Linked DNA regions of Sus scrofa: region 1 is linked to region 2. The links are chromatin contacts, called in public Hi-C maps. All regions are on one chromosome and are shown on one strand. Each heading gives the region's core, a stretch centred on a gene start, on an enhancer-like site or on the middle of the called end of the contact. The rest is flanking DNA. Distances are from core to core; before and after follow the strand shown.

Evidence for each region. Hi-C and Micro-C count contacts between places; a contact is called where the count stands out from the background.
Region 1: a Hi-C map of skeletal muscle shows a contact between it and region 2, with 4 times the contacts expected there. The contact joins the enhancer-like site here to the promoter of LOC106508909 in region 2. A contact is called at or near these places in 1 of 5 promoter capture datasets (liver), 4 of 47 Hi-C or Micro-C datasets (fetal heart ventricle, heart right ventricle and skeletal muscle) and 1 of 2 datasets of contacts at active chromatin or transcription factors (skeletal muscle).

The regions. Positions count from the first base shown.
Region 1 is chr1:71,521,161-71,526,677 of Sscrofa11.1, reverse strand. The region is part of intron 10 of PREP (prolyl endopeptidase); the gene reads left to right. Among named protein-coding and RNA genes, the nearest start is that of PREP, 110 kb to the left of the region's middle. Within about 2 kb of position 4,162, at least 3 of the 83 cell types and tissues checked have an H3K27ac peak or open chromatin away from gene starts, as enhancers often do. A contact at or near this core is called in skeletal muscle, where this site is marked.
Region 2 is chr1:71,357,416-71,363,216 of Sscrofa11.1, reverse strand. It overlaps LOC106508909, which reads right to left and starts at 3,805. Exons shown (of 6, transcript XM_021084573.1): 1 at 3,723-3,805; 2 at 3,445-3,628; 3 at 2,257-3,138. The coding sequence starts at 3,805. The coding sequence ends at 2,386. BVES (blood vessel epicardial substance) reads left to right here and starts at 2,962. Exons shown (of 8, transcript NM_001348416.1): 1 at 2,962-3,146.

The DNA of each region.
Region 1 (5,517 bases), core at 2,913-5,412, 160 kb before region 2:
AATGCAACAAACTTTTGCGCACTGATTTTGTATCCTGCCACTTTACTAAATTTGTGGATTAGTTCTAATAGTGTTTTGGTGGAGTCTTTAGGGTTTTTATATATATGATATCATGTTATCTGAGAATAGTTACAGTTTTACTTCTTTTTTTCTAGTATAGATACTTACTTCTTTTTCTTGTCTAATTGCTCTGGCTAAGATTTGCAATACCATGTTGAAAAATAGTGGCAAGAATGGACATCTTGTCTGGTTCCTGGCCTTAGAGAAAAGCTTTCAGTTTTTCACCATTGAGTATGATTTTAGCTGCGGGCTTATCACATATGGCTTTTATTATGTTGAGGTATGTTCCCTCGGTGCCCACATTGTTGAGAGTTTTTATCATAAATAGATGTTGAGGAGTTCCACAACTCAGATCTGGCATTGTCATGGCTGTGGCATAGGCCAGCAGCTACAACTCTGATTTGACCCATAGCCTGGGAACTTCCATATGCCTTGGGTGTGGTCCTAAAAAAAAGACCAAAAAAAGGGGGACATTTGTTTTAATATCAGGAAGATTAATCTGGTAACAGATTTCCCCAAATTGAAAGCAAGAGTCCTGTTAGGAAACAAGGCCTCGATGTGGATAGGCAGGGAGAGATAAGATGATATGTGAGAGGCAGCCAAGGTGACTTTGAGCCTGAGGAACTGAGGCAAGCTGGTAAATAAGGTATTGATGCAATCAGGAAAAGTGGTTAATATGGAGTTCTACCTCATTTATTTATTCAGCAAACGTTTATTGAATGCACACAGTGCAACACTCGTAATCCTGAAGGTGGACTCATCGTGCCGTTTTAATGAAGAACAAAGCAAACACACGTGCCTTCCCTGTGCAGCCTGACCCCCTTGTAGTAAGCCTCATCACAGGGCAGCGTGCGTCCTGTGAGCACGCCCTTGGAACTGATCTCTGTTACAAAACAGGACCTCTGCGTGTAGTGAGTAGGTCCTTCACTTCGATGGAAATGTCTCTGTGTTTGCCTCCACCACAAAGAGATCAGAGCAGTGGAACTAAAGACGGCTTTTCTGTCTCACAGTCAAATCCTGTTTTTCATCACAGCCCCAGATGTCTTACTACCTTTAAATACCTGAACACTTCTCAACTCTTCCAAGCTCATCAGTGTCATGTTCCAGTTCTGCCAGTACCATTGTCTTTACTTGTGTTCAGAACCTTCCACTTTCTAATTCACATCTTGCTGCACAGTTTGAGCCTGGAAATAGGTTTGTTATCCCAAAGAACAGATAGCTGAGCCTCTGAGAGCTGGTGCATTTCTGCAGGGACTCTGCATATACCACTTAGTACGTTCTTGGGACTCAAAAAGTGCCCCAAAAGGCAAAGTGGATTTTAAATAGACTGACTTTGCTGTCATAGAGGTGCCTCACGGGAGTTCTTTACATCTCTGGTGGTACAAAAGTGTTTAGCTGTCCTTTGGAATGCAAGCTAAAACAATCCAGAGTAGACACTCCCCTATATATTTTCTGCCCAGAGGTAACTTAAACTCCTCCCGCCCCTCCAAAATCAAGTCTGTGAAAGAGATAGGATTACAGCCTCCCAGTGCCGGGCTGGTATTTTTAACCTAAGCACAGAAATGTACAGGGCCTCCTCACAGTTCTGCATCCACTTGTCTTACAAGATAATGGGGCACAGAGGTTGCCCTCTGCCCAGCTCTTTGGGTGATGGAATGTCTTGTTCCCTGTCTGCATTGAGCATGGAATTTCTGAGCAGCTCTGCTCCTCGTCACATGTATTTGCCACACTCAGCACAGGCCACACGAGTGGCCTCTGTCAGGTCTGATGAAAAGGGAAGCTCAGCACCCTTTCGTGAACATTCTCCTTTCAACCTGTGAGCCTCTAAAATTAGGTGGGAGTTGCTGTCACCAGACATTCTCCTCTGCGAAAGGCTTGCACTTTACAGTTTTCCTTCATCTTCTGAGGATGAGCACATCCCATTACCGGTGATAAGGAGAGTCCTGGCGTTTGCCTCAGGGAGCAAACTGTGGGGGTGAAGATCGCTTGTTTGAGGAAGTTAAATGGTTACACATGTTCAAATGTGTTAGCAAGATTGATTTTATTACTAAATATCTTTATCTCAAGAAAAGGAATCATTTCGGTAGAGAGAGAGGTGATCTTTTCATGACTGATGTCATTCTTTTTTTTTTTTTTTTTTTTTGCTTTTTTAGGGCCGCATCTGCAACATACGGAGGTTCCCAGGCTAGGGGTTGAATCAGAGCTGTAGCTGCCAGCCTACACCACAGCCACAGCAACACAGGATCCAAGCTTTCTCTGCAACCTACATCACAGCTCAGGGCAACTCCGGATCCTTAGCCCACTGAGGCCAGGGATCGAACCTGCATCCTCATGGATACTACTCAAGTTCGTAACCCACTGAGCCACAACGGGAACTCCCTGATGTCATTCTGAAGAACAGTAACGGAACCTTGATTTGTTACATTCCCTTGCTCCTGTTTTTCCTTTAAAGGAATATGCTTTTATTTCATCTGTAAGAAACCAGATTCACATGTTAAGACAGCTGGACATACATACAGGGAGTGCCCTCTGTGCCAACACACTTCCAGAGTAAAAGCACTCTATATTTAGTGATACTTCTGCACTGTCATACTTGACAATAAGAATGGCTCATTTCTGACACTTTTGATGAGGTACAATTATATAAACCTTTTCTTTCTTTTCCTCAAGTGTTTTTTAATTTAAAGGATTCATCTCAAAGATCAGTGAATGCTTATCTGTGAAACAGTTGTTCATTAGCATCTGGTTTTAAATGTGCAAAATGAGCTGCTTTAAAGTGATTACTTAGCAAGTTGGCTTTAATTTGCTTATGTTCTCTCAAGTATTTTTTGTTTCATTCTGAAGTGAATTGTGCCTTTTAAAAATACAATTGAATTTTTTAGTAGAATGGTGTGAGAGAGTGGGATTTTTGTTACTGTTTTAATATTCTTTCTGTCCTCAAGATTTTAACATTGATGACTCCTGGGATAAGGATCTTTATAAGCAGACTTCATTTTGCCTTAAAAATAGTAATAATAACCCCTCTGTCTGGAATGAATGTTTTCAAGAGGGTAACAGAAACAGAAAAGTAAATAAAGTATGATATCTCTAGCCAAATATTTGTCCCCTAGATTCCACAGAAACTGGTGATCACTGTCTTGGGGGAAGGAGGAACTATTATACCTATGCCAAAGGTTCTAACGTTTGCAAAATTTTACATAATTACACCCAGTAAAGATGCTTCCAGGAAGTAACAGCTTGAAGTGAATTACTTTGGGACTAGGAGATAATTTTATAGGCACTGGCAGTGCTACCTTGGCCTTTATCTTAGCTTCATGGATCTCAGGTTTCTCGCTGTAAAATAAGAGGGTGACCAGCTAGATGAGGTCCCAGAGTAGCGGTCTCATGTTTCTCCCCAGGATTTGGGATGATCCTAGGGCTGAGAAAGAGCTGACACCAGCTTTCTTCCCCAGGTGGCACAGTCTCACAACTGCTTGAAAATACCCATCTCCATCCTTTGTGGAGAAGTGGCCTGGGCTTCCCAGGGGGTCTGGTTCCTTATCACCTTGTGCTGAATGTCCTGGTTTTAAGTATGGACTAACATTGTCATGCTGCTGTGAGCGTCTCGCAATGAAGAATTTAAGTTTTAAAAGGGAGGAACACTAGATTAAGGAAGGAACCTTTCTTAATTCAGTGTTCGATCAGTTGGTCAGCTCACTCACGTCTAGAATAACTGTGGCTTTGATCATGGTCTTGTTTATTTTTCGGCTGTGGTGTCCCTGATGAAGGGGACACATAGAAACATGCCAAGAGAGTCCCTCGCATGAGGTCTCATGGGTCCTTCTAAAGACCTTCTGTCCATCTCAGTTTCTTTGGTGGTGCTTGTGTCTGTAAAGGTGGACAGGTGTGCCAGGCAAAGACCCTGGGGCTCATGTCGGTGTCACCAGCTCCTGGTTGGACTGGCTCTGCCCCACAAAGTGTTTGCTCTGTCACTGACAGGATCGGGGAAGATGGGGGGGCGGGGGGAGGGGGTCAGCTTGGCGTGAGCAGTTGGCCCTGGGTGACGGACAGCCTTTCTGTTCCTCAAGTGGCTTCCTGCTAGATCCCATGTGAGCACTTTGTTTTCCTGTCCACTAAGGGGCCCCTGAAGGCTTTGGCATTTCAGTACAGGGCTGTGCCCGCAATGGACACTCTAAAGGAATGGATTTGTATTGTCAGTTCACTCTCATTTGGTTACAAGTATGAGGGAATGAAGTATAATAAGCCTTTCTGCTTTTTAACTTGAACCTGAGTGTTGTTGTAGCAATAAACTATTGAATAATAGGAACACGCCCGTGGGTTTAAGCTCCAGCAGTTGTCTCCTCATCAAGCACCAATGGCTTCTGTATGATATAAATATAAAAAGTACATTGTGATTAGTATATGTTACTAATAATAGTCCAGGGTTCTATTACTCCTGCCACAGCTTCTTTTTAGTAAATGAGAGGAGTCAGGAAACCAGGTAGTCTGAGACTAGTGCAGCAGAGGGAACCGGGCGGGGTCACCAGTACACATGGGAGAGGAATGGAGGAACTGGTGCCTGAGGGTGGGGTCCTTGACACAGGATGCGATTCCAGAGTTGGCAGTTGGGGTGTGACAAGGGACCCCTGTTGCTAGCCAAAACGAGAGGCCCCAAAGAGGAGCCCGTACCAGGTATTCCTAGAGCACGTTGGCTTGTGGATGCAGACAGGCCACCCACCGTGTGCAACCATAGCCCTCAGAGCAGTGCAGCCAGAGGGGCTTCCTAACCAGCCCCTCATGGGGACCTGCCAGTGTAGAATGAAGGTCCTTAGCCCAGGGTAGTTTACTGGAGCTCTGTGAGATGGCAGGTGGGGAATTCACAGAGAAAAGAGAAGACCAAAAGTAGACAACTGCAAAACAATGCATTTGGCAGCAGGAGGAAGAGCTAGTAGTAGATCTGTTGGGAAAGTTGGAAAAGAGAAATATTCCAACTTGGAAGCCAAAGAAGCAGTTGCCAGATAGGAATCGAAATGGATGAGGCCTGGGCAGAACCTAATTCAAAAGTGGCATTTCTGAACAGTGGGGAAAAGAATTATTCTGGTGTAGTAGTTGGCCATTTGGGGAAGAGCGGTTAGATACTAGGCTATATGTAAAAATAAACTTCATTTGGGTTATAACTATAAATATAAAAATTCAAAATACAAAAAAATATTTTCTACAACTTGGAGTGAGGGAGTCCTATCTATTTGTGTGTGTGTGCACACATACGTAAATATATATATATATATATGTATACACATAAATATATGTGTGTGTGTGTGTGGCATCTATATTCAAAGAAAGTTTAAAAACAGGCTATATGGATGGGGAGGAAATACCAACAAAATGTATGGTAGGAAAAAAAGGGTAAATATCCTTAATATAAGAAAAGTTTCTGGGAGTTCCCGTTATGGTGCAGCAGAAACAAATCTGACTAGG
Region 2 (5,801 bases), core at 2,556-5,055:
AGAAGAAGCAGGAGGAGGGGGTGGTGGAGGGATGGACAGAGAGTTTGGGATTAGCAGATGCAAACTATTACACATAGAATGGATAAACAAGGTCCTACTGTACAGCACAGGGAACTATATTCAATATTCTGAGATTTAACCATAATGGAAAAGAATATGGCGTTCCCACTGTGGCTCAGTGATAACGAACCCAACTAGTATCCCTGAGGATGCAGGTTTGATCCCTGGCTCCGCTCAGTCAGTCAAGGATCCAGCATTGCCATGAGCCGAGGCACAGGTCACAGACATGGCTCAGATCCCACATTGCTGTGGCTGTGGTGCAGGCCGGCAGCTGCAGCTCCAATTCAATCCTAGCCCGGGAACTTCCATTTAGGGCGAGTGTGGCCCTAAAAGGACTCTCTGTCTCTCCCTCTCTCTGTCTGTCTGTCTCTCTCTATATATATATATACTTTAAAAATGTATAAATAGATATATGTATAACTGAATCACTTTGCTGTACAGCAGAAATTAACACGGCATTGTAAATCAACTATACTTCAATTTAAAAAAGAAGCAGGAGGAAGAGCAGAAGTTAGAAGATGAAGAGGGAGAGAGGAAGGACGGGAGAGAAGAAAGGAGGGAGATAAGAGAGAGGGGGAGAAGGTGGAAAGGAAGGAAGGAGGGAAAAATGAAAAATCATTTATAATCTCAACACTCTGAGGCAAGGAACATAAGCATTTTAGTCTTTTAACATCATGGATGAGTTGTCATGTTCTTCTCACTCTTGTAACTTGCCTTTTTCTATTTAACATCTTTGTACAGGAGGCAGTGTAGGCAGTGATAGAAGGTGGCAGAAACTATATAGGTAGCGGACGAGAGTGTAAGTTCCAGAACTACACTGCCCGGTTAACATCCTGGCCCAGCTTCTCACTAGCTGTGTGAGCCTGAGCAGCCTACTCGACCTTGCTGTTATCTTAGTTTCCTGGCTATAAAATGGAGATTAATAACAGAAGCTACTTCTTCACAGAGTTTTCCATGAGGATTCAATGGCTTAATATATCTGAACCATGTATAATACTGCCTGGCACAAAATACATCCTCTATCAAGGGGCAGTACACTTTTTTTCAGTAAAGACCCAGATTGTAAATATTTTAGGCCTTGCAAGTTCATATAGTTTCTGCCACAACTCCTCAATGCTGCCTTTTGGCACAAAAGCAGCCATAAATGAACGAGCGTGGGGCTGGGTTCCAGTTAAACTTTATGGACAGTGAATTTGAGTTTCATATCGTTTTCACATGTCATGAAATACTCTTCTTTTGGTGATTTGGACCATTAAAAAATGTAAAAACCATTTTAGCTCATGAGCTGTGCAAAAATCGGCAGTGGACTAGGCCTTTGAGCCAGAGTTTGCTAACCTCTGTTCTATATAATTAGCAGATGTTATTATGTCTCTAATATCTGTTTATAAATCAATTTTAATGGCTGCTTAGAACAAGATTGTTTGGATGTCCTATAATTTACTTAGTCCCCTATAGTTAGAATTTAGATTATTTCCAGTGTTTGTCATTATAAGCCATCCTCAAATATCCATGCAAAGATAGATTTATGCACATTTATTACTAAACCTTACTTAATATGTACGTAGTGGTAGCTATCAAAATGGCTGGCCAAGCAGCTAAAAAGAAAAAGACTCTGAAGAAGCAGCCTTGAAAATGAATCTTGGGCCGTTAGAGCAAATTTCAAATGTGAGAGACAGAGCTTTGTAAGTAGAATATATATTCACATACATAGAATTTACTATGTACCACACACCATTCTAAGCCTCTTATATATATCTAGCCATTTAGTCCTCAACACAAGAGGAAACAGACACAGAAAAGCCACGTAACTTCCCCAAGGTCACACAGTCAGTTGGTAGCAGAGGCAGGATTCAAACCTGGCCTGTGCAGCACTATCGCCCAGGTTCTTGAAGACGCTGCTTCTCCACTAGACAGACTTGGCGCGTGTGCACACCCAGGTACTCACTTTATAACGTACTTGTGGTCTTTAGGTCATGTTTGGCACGCAGGAAAAACCTCATCTTCTTATAATCAGCACAAATTCTATCCGTCCACGGGACACTTCTGGCTGGAAACTGAATGCCTAGCTAACCTTACTTACTCTTTTGTCCTCCAACTCCTCCCCTATACCAATTCTTCATTAATTCACCCAGCATTCCTCACCCAAAAGAACGATCCTCTATAAAAGTAATGATGGATTGGACCATACTTTCATACCTTGGTTTTCAATGCCAAACACACGTGCCAGATTCAGATGGAGCTTTGCCTACAGCTGAGGGCCAGGCGCCTCCACGAGAATGTAAATTTCGGATAAGTATCCTCCTTCTATGGAAATAAAACCGTGGCTCAGGTCGACGCGCCCTTCCAAGTGCCCCTGCAGCAGCAGGGCTGGCTTGCTCCCGCTCCTTGCCGGGTCCCCGGAGGCGCTGTCCCGCGTCCCTGTGGACCAAACGGCCAACCTTCGCTGCCATGCTCGGACGCCGATTGCGCACTCTCCCGGTTCTTCCGGCTTGTGCGGAGATGCTGGCGTTTGTCCCAGAAAGGAATTGTGCGAATGGGTCGTTTGATTTTGTGGGGAAAAGAAGGATCTAGTTCTTCTATTCCTGATTGCTCTCTCTGCGAGAACCCTGTTGCTCGAGTTATCCCCACGGAGATGAGCAACCAACGCCGCTGACCCCAAAACGCTCCTCGCCCCCCACTCATGCCCAAACAAGGACAGAACCGAGAAGTAGGGAGGAAACCAGGAAAGAAAGAAGCGGGTGTTTCAAATGTACCACGCTTGTGCAGACGCGGCGGCGACTTGGAAGAGCCGGGCGGGGAGTCCTGGCCAAGGCCGGGGACTCCGCCCGCCGGGGGGCGCCGGGGCGCCGGGCGCGTGCGCGGTGCGGCCCCAGCCCTGGCTGCGGTCTCCGCTATGCCTATTTTAGTCAAAGCCGCTGCCAGCGCTGGGACCCGGCATCCGCGCAGCAGCCTTCTGACCCGCGGATCCGCCGAGGCTTTCGCGTCTGGCGCCCGTCGAGCCGTCGCGTCCGTGTCCCTCGCGTCCCGCCGCTGACTCCCCAAACTTTGGCCAGCGCCGCCCAGGCTCTGCTCCAGGGACTAGCCAGGTAAGGAGCGGGAGGCGCAGCTGTCGGCGGCTCCCCCAGCGCGCCCGGCTGTTTGCAGCCCAGCTCTCCCCCGGCTAAATCGGGAACCGAAAGTTGGATCCCTGCTCGGTTGGGAGCAACTTTGCACTCCCGGGCAGCGGCTGCCTGTTTTCCAAGCCTCGGCCGCCGGGATCCCCGCCCTCGCCTTTCTAGCCGCGCCTTCCCGGGGTTCCCTGTCCTTGGAAGCCGCCCTTCACCCCGGTTTTGGGCTTCGCGCTCAGAGACCCTCAGGTGTCAGCTGCCGCCACTCGGGTCTGACAGCGCCAGCGTCCTCGGGCGCTCCGGCCTCATCGGGTGGCCATTCCCGCGCTCTGCTGCCCTCAAGCCGTGGATGAGCCTGGCCTTTCCTCTCCCGGCGAGGCTCCCGGGGCTCCCGGTCCGCGAACCTACTACGGCTCCTCCTCGCCCCCTGTAGGGCCGCTAGGCGCACGGTACCGCCCGCCCTGGCTTGGCGCAGGGAATGCGAAGTGGGTCAAGGCGCTCACTACCCACACCCCGGAGCCCGAGAGCTTCGGGTCAAGAAGAGCTGACACTGACCCTCTCTCATTAAGGAGCAAGGTGAACAGGGCGCCTGGGGAGCGCAGATAGCTGGAGAACCCGTGATCCACCCGCGCCTTCATTTTTGAGGCTTTAGGAAACCGGTTGCTGGCCGGACAAGTCCCAGAAACTGTTGGCTTTGAGGCAAGAATAAGTGTGAAAAGACTCTTAGCAACTTAATGCCTTTTGCCATTCCGAAGATATGCCAAGGTTCAGTTAGAATTGCAGAATGAATTGAGCGAGTCTACCAGCACCACTTTTGCTCACCGCTGTTACCTTTTTCAATTCTGTAGGTTGGTGAAGGGTTAATGTTAGTTCCGCCTTTATCTGTTCAGCCCTGCACACACCTATTTGAAAACCAGTAGATATACAGGACTTTACTAGAACAGGGACTTTAAGGAATTTGACTCCGGGAACTAATAGGAGAAAGAAAATTTGCCTTGATTTCGTCAAAATTAATCTGAACGTTTCTCAACTTACCTGTCTAACTTTTCCTTGTTAGATCAATTCGTTCTCAGCATAAAGGATAGTTCAGCTTAAGCCACATAATTCCTTTAAGTAGTGGTCAAAAGAAGCTGAAATCGGCAAGATCCGATCGATATTTATTGACAATAGGTTACTGGTGTTTCAAAATAGAGACACAGGTAAGTATACATAGGTAAATAATAGACTTTGTATGTTATAAACATACAAAAATGAATCATATATTATGTTAATTACTATGCAATATGTAATACATAGAGAAAATAAAATGAATATATGGACTATATATTTTTAATACATTGCGGTGCATCAAAATGTGTTGTAGGATTATCTCATCTTTTAAAGATTCATATTACTGTGTCCTTGGTTCTTGGGTTAGTAGATCATAGTTTTCCTGTCATTTCTCTTGACCAGAAATTAATTCTTTAGTGCCACTTGGAGAACTTTTAAAAGCTTGAAATTTAATTACAGTGGTTTAGTTGGCAGTAGGTGTAATAAGTGAATCTAAAGGGGAATATGTATTCATTAACTGACTATAGAAATATGAGTTAGAGCCACAGACTAGTAAAACTGGGAGGGCTTTCAAAGATAACATATCCAGTTGTCTCAATTCCGAGGAAAAAGGTGACCCAAGGAGCAGAAGTGACTTCCCCTGGCTTATGTGTCTCCCTGGGGCTTGTGGTATAGAACCTCACCCTCTCAACCTCAGGAAGGCTTGGTACTCTCTTGTCTTTACCACTGAGGTTTGGGGCGACCGAAAAGTAATTTCCAAAAGTGTTTGTCATTCTTTTGTAACTTCTTCCATATGGCTTTCACGTCTGCCTCTGGCATTCTCTGCAGAGTCTAGGCCTTGGATATACCTAGACGAATGTGACACTGTCCCTGCCCCATAAAGAACATAGGGTAATTAGAGGAACAAATGGGACAGTGGGAGTGAAAGCACCTTCTAAACTGCCTAGAAATGGTAATTATTATTAGCTTACATAATGCTAATGCATAAGCTAATGTTGACATCATGAGTATTGCAGGACATTTAATATCATTCTTCCTCCTGAAGAAATGATGAGATTGAGTCTGGCTTGGTTCTTGAAAACAAACTTTTTATAAATTGAGTTTTTGAAATAATGATGCCTCCCCATCCCAATAGGCTTATATTTTTATTGTCTCAAACATTTGGAAAGAAGGGGATTAAGAAGGGAATATAGCCAGTATTTTATTATAACTATAAATGATAGCCTTTAAAAATTGTAAATCACTAGATTGTGCACCTATAACTTATGTAATACACATCAAGTATACTGACGTGAAAAAAACACTTGGAAAGTAGTTGAACTTTTATGATTTCTTTCCTTTTTGTACCAAATCTATATCTAATTCAGCTATTTCTCGTATTTATGATCTGTTTTAGAATTATAGAAAGAGCTCTTTAATTGACTTGATCATTTCATTCATAATTTATAAATTTGGGTATGTATGTTTTTCCATTATCTTAAGAGATATGGAATTATTTCACATTAATCTGTTAACATCCTTTCAAAAAGCCCAACCCAATGCAATTTATTCTACCACCTAAAACCTTTAGTTTTTTTTTGTTTT